2 separate regions of the Danio rerio genome follow, and region 1 is linked to region 2. Evidence: chromatin contacts called from public Hi-C data. All regions are on one chromosome and are shown on one strand. Each heading gives the region's core, a stretch centred on a gene start, on an enhancer-like site or on the middle of the called end of the contact. The rest is flanking DNA. Distances are from core to core; before and after follow the strand shown.

Region 1 (2,700 bases), core at 106-2,605, 250 kb after region 2:
TCTTCTTTGTGTATTCCAAGATTCTATCTATCATTCTGTTGCTCCATTGTTCGATCATGCTTTCTATTATATCATTCTATTCCTGTCTGACCTACAAACCATCCAACATGGAGATTTTTAATCTTCTAAACAAGAGTTTGTCTTGACAATTTATTCTAGTTTAAATAATCATAATTTCAGTTTGTTTGTATTGCTCCCCACACCAAAAAAAAAAAAAATTCTATGATGATTCCTTGGGTTTACTCATTTTTTTATGTTAAGTGGTTGTAAACAATTTATTTGGGCTGAATTTAAACAAATGAATTAAGTTGAACATTATTAAATTTAATTTGTTTGTTTAAATTCAACACAAATAAATTGTTTGCAACAGTTTTGCATGCAACACTTTTTTTCAGTGCAGTAAAGAAACTGCAAGTTTGATAGAGGAATTCAAATTCAGGAACTCAATAGGAAAGGTATTCGCAAATGAGTCCTGCTCCAACCCTTGAAAGAGTGCAAGTCACTTAAGATAAAGCGGTTAATATTACCGAGGGCAGCGGAAACCCAGAGGTTTCCTTCCATGTATCCCAGCCAAGATACTCAGCAGAGCTATAAAAAGAGTCTAGGAGATTTGCTTCTATGTAGGTGCAAGAAACAAACTCGAAGAAATCATTGAGCACATTGAAATGACCACCATCAGATCTTTTGGTCAGATCAATTGCTACATAGATCACATGTCCAGCACACGAAGCAGACAAAAATGGAGTATATGCACACAAACTTTTATTTTTCAGTCAGCTGAAGCACCTCTGGTGAACTTTCGCCCTGTTTAAAAAATGCCACATTTTAGGGTCTGATTTCTTTAAAAATCAGTGATCTTCACTGCCTGATTGATTTACGATATAAAGTGGGTGTCCGACCAGACAAGAAGCACTGCATTAAATTCCATTAAATTCCCTGCCATGTCTTTAAAACATGGAAATTTAGTTTACCCCAGTGTTTTAAATGGAGTGTCTGTGCTAGTCTGCCGCTACTGACATCTTAGTTTGCACTTGAACAACTAAACGAATGCTTAATTCTATTGAACTGATTGTAATTTAATTACATTACAACATCGATGCTGTAAAAGCAACCTTATAAAACTGAAAATAGTCAGATAAACCTGTAACCAGATGTTTATTGTTGGCTGAAAAACACTAGCCGTGCATTGGTAAAGTATGTGGCGTCTACTGCATTTCCTTTCCTCTCGTTCTTGCTCTTTCACGCCCCGGCCTCCGTCTGCACTTTGCTGGAGTTCCTCTCCTAGGGAGTAAATCTGGCTCCCATTGTGAAAGCAGGCGGAACCCCCGCTCTTCTTCCCCCGTTCCCCCCCCTCCCGCGGCTGACTGCGAGCGGTGGCGAGGCCTTTGAAGCAGCCGGGCGGTGGAGGGGAGCAGTCATTGTGCTGCTCTTTGATAGTGCCGCCCTGGCTTGCAGCTCAGGCTTTGCAGGAGCACGTCGTTCCTGGGCTCCCGTCCCGGCGCTCCTCAGATGTGGGCAGACCCTACTCGAGCCCTCGCCCTTCTCGTGTCCCCTACCCTCACCTGATGTTGTTTTGTTGAGGGTTTTATTGAGGCGAACATTCTTCCTTTTCACAGAGATCTCAGGATCAAGGGTTGGTTTGCTGTTCCATAGACGTAATTGTGTAGGAGTTTTTTAATGTTGCTGTCTCAGGGCCAAAGGAAGTGCTGACTGACCGAAGTGGTTTGTTTTAAATCAGATTTTTCATCCAGGTGCTGTTTTTATTACTCGGGTTGGGATTTTTTGAACCCTAGCAGATCATTGCTTATAGCGCCTGCTGAATTTTTATGGACTCCTTCAAGGACTCTGCCAAACCAGACATGAAGCCAAGTGCTACAACACAAGGTCACTGGTCCAAAGTCAGTTTGGTGTGAGAGTGGACATTTTCAGCTGACTAGGCTTAACACAAGCCAGACTTGAGCTCTTGGTCCACCCTCCCATCATTCATTATAAAGCTTTGAACCTCCTCCAGTGTCTGTAAAAACAGTTCCTTTACACTAGAATTGAGATTCCCTCACTGTATGTTTCCTTTGTTCCGACTGCTGGTACATCTTTAACATATTACTCCCAAAATATACTTGAATTTTTGTGCACATTTAAATAAATATTGGATTTGACTTATAAGTTTAGAGTCATCAAGTTTACAGTCACCACTTCTTAATACCTCTTAATGCCTCATTCACAGTATCAGGGACTTTGTAGTCGCTTTGGGTGGTGACCTGTTGCAAACGCAGGTCTGTGTAAATCTAAAGCACAGAAGAATACAAACAAGCTGTGAGAGGCTCATGTGACCTCTACACCGCACATATTGGCTGTCGCTCAAAAATGTCGCTCTTCATTTGTATAAAGTTAAAGGATTCTCAACTTTGTCAAGTCACTTGAGACGGCCACCTGGTTTCCAATGGTCGCTCTCACTCACGTTGCGAGGTCGCAGAAAGTCGCTCACTCTCCATTGATATAAACCAGGGGTGTCGTATTTTTCCGTATTCAAACCCGAGTAATTTTCACAGGCGTCAAGCAGAAGAGTATGCACAATCACTCCTTTGACGTCAGATGGAGCTATACAACTTTGAGCTTCCGACAGCCGATTTTAACACAGAGGAAGGGGAAGAGAGGACGTTCACACGCTTGTTGGTAAAGTTTCTGGTGACTCGAACAAGC
Region 2 (2,700 bases), core at 131-2,630:
CAAGGTTATCATACTATCAGAATCATATACTGGCCCAAGCCTAGTAAACAATAGTAAGACAGTTTGCTAGTTGCTTGGTTGGATGAATGGATGGACAAATGAAATAATGATAGTCAGATGAAATTGATGGATGCGTGATAGACAGACAGATAGATCGATTTAATTTTAGATCAGAAGGACAGAGAGAATTTATGTTCAACCTACAAATAGACAAATAGGAAGAATATCAGACAATAGACAGACAAATAATGTTAATGAAACAGCGATAGAATGATTAATAAAAGACCAACAGGCAGATAGATAAAGAGAGATAAAGATATCGTGTTAGAACAACTGACAGAGAAATGTCAATACACAGACAGACAAAAAGGTAGAATGAAAGACAAATAGACAGGCAGGGAAAATTTTAGGTAGACAGACAAATAAATACACAGATAGACTAATACAACAGGATGGATGGATAGAATCTCGGTCAAATTGACTGAGAAGCAGAAAAATAAAATATTACAACTCTGTTATAACTGCATTGGAAAGTACTACCTCTTAATTTGTGGAAAAAATAAACATTTTGTTTTACCTTGAACACCTTCCCAAAGGCTCCATCCCCCAGTTCTCCAACAATCTCCCATATTTCCTCTGGGTTTGTGTCCCTGTGCACGTGATCATATTGTTTCTTCTTCTTCTCTATCCCCAGTTTAAAGATCTTTCGGAAATTAAAGAAGGACATCGCCAGATACGACTTTTTTTCTGGATGGTTAGCAAGAGATTTTCTTTCAGTGGATGTTTAAATGCGCGTAAAGCAACGCAGCTCTTATTGCATCTTCATGGCTAATCAAACTATTCAGCCTCTTGTCTAATCAGGAAACAGTCTTGAGTGTTCACATGTTCGTTATTGGACGTTAAAATCTGTGAACTTGATATGTTACACTACTAATTATATAGTGTTCAATAATATGCACAAATGCTCAAACAAAGAAAAAGGTTCTGGCTGCTATTGGCTCATAGACATGTGGTCTATAATTTAAAAATAAAATAAAGCATTAAAATGAATTAATCTACGGTGTGCAGTTTATTCTTGTAGGGAATAAATCCGGCGTATGGCTCTTTCAGGATAAGTCATGAGGTTGGTGTTGTTGTCCTTCGGAGTTTCATGAATCTGGTCCGTAAAAACACCTAGTTTTTCCTCTTCCTATTTGTATAAAGTCTCGTTTGAGGCTCGTAAAATGTTTGAATCCCCGGTACAATCACAGTCGTACGTTGTACATCCTCCGGTCATGGATTTAAAAAGCGAAACTGCTCCAAACGTATTAAACGCACAATAGTTTTTGTTTGGAGAAACTATGCGCGCGTCCTCCTCTAATAGCGGATTTGTTGTCGCTGTGCGCGTTCACGAGGAGCGGCGGTGATTCTTCGCTGGGGTTCGCGCCTGCGCTTTGCTGTCACCTGCCGTCGTGGATGTCAACACCATAGACATGATAAAACTACATAATATACAGACTTTCTCAATTGCTTTGCCACATCAGCACCACCTAAAAAAATTGTCTCTCCAAGTACCATAAAAAATGAACAGTATTGAATACAATAGCGTAGTAGGCCCAGTAAAGCAGCTACACCTCTGCACAGTTAAAAAAAAAACATGGCAGATTACCTCAGAATCAGAAATATAGGCTATATGTCATATATGGCATATTATACCACTATACCACTAGAAGGAAGCCTGCGTACCACTACTACAGTTTGAGAACCACTGCTCTAAACTATGAGATCAAATTGTACAACTGTTTGCTGGAACTTCAGAACTTTAGTACATGTCTGAAAAATGTATTACATTCATTCATGTTCTTTTCAACTTAGTCCCTTTATTAATCTAGGGTCACCACAGCAGAATGAACCACCAACTTATCCAGCATATGTTTTATCCCTTTCAGCTGCAACTCATCACTGGGAAACACCCATACACTCTCATTTACGCACATACACTGTAGCCAATTTAGCTTACTCAATTCACCTATAGAGCATGTCTTTGGAATTGTGGGAGAAACCAGAGCACCTGGAGGAAACCCATGCCAACATGGGCAGAACATGCAAACTCCACACAGAAATGCCAACTGACCGAGCTAAAGCTCGAACCAGCGACCTTTTTGCTTTGAGGTTACCCACTGTGTCAATGCATCGCCCCTTAACTTATTGTTTTATAAATGAGAAATGAAGAATTGAGAAAAGCAATTGAGAAACACTGTAATATAAAGCTTTATTTTAGATATCTATGGTCAGTAATGATCTATCATATCGCCATATTGTTGCATTTAAAAGGTTCTATCAGAATTTTTGACAGTTTTTGTTAATAAATGGGCTTTAAAGTCTTTTTAAAAATGAACACGTCTCTTTCCCAAAAGAAAGTGACCATGGTGCTAAATGTACAACATAGAAATCCTCTGAAATCTGTAATTGGGCTTTGTAGAAGAGGCCAAATATTGATAGAAACTTTTAAAATAAAAAGGTTTGGAATTACAAGGCGAATAATAAAATAAATAAATAAATAAATAAATAGATAAATAAATAAATAAATAAATAAATAAATAAATACTTTTCAATCATTTTCCATTAGTGGTGTTGTTGACTTCTTTAACAACAGCTGATATAAACAATTAGACAGATTTGACCATTAGACAAAGACAGCTTTTGCAAGCTCCGGGGTTG

What was found. Hi-C and Micro-C count contacts between places; a contact is called where the count stands out from the background.
Region 1: a Hi-C map of embryo shows a contact between it and region 2, with 3 times the contacts expected there. The contact joins the enhancer-like site here to the promoter of slkb in region 2. A contact is called at or near these places in 6 of 18 Hi-C or Micro-C datasets (caudal fin, embryo, hematopoietic stem cells and 1 more) and 3 of 4 datasets of contacts at active chromatin or transcription factors (caudal fin, embryo and gastrula embryo).

What each region holds. Positions count from the first base shown.
Region 1 is chr1:53,209,491-53,212,190 of GRCz12tu, forward strand. All of the region lies in intron 10 of lef1 (lymphoid enhancer-binding factor 1), which reads left to right. Among named protein-coding and RNA genes, the nearest start is that of hadh, 23 kb to the right of the region's middle. Within about 2 kb of position 1,356, at least 27 of the 62 cell types and tissues checked have an H3K27ac peak or open chromatin away from gene starts, as enhancers often do.
Region 2 is chr1:52,961,099-52,963,798 of GRCz12tu, forward strand. slkb (STE20-like kinase b) reads right to left here and starts at 1,381. Exons shown (of 19, transcript NM_001328385.1): 1 at 578-1,381. The coding sequence starts at 727.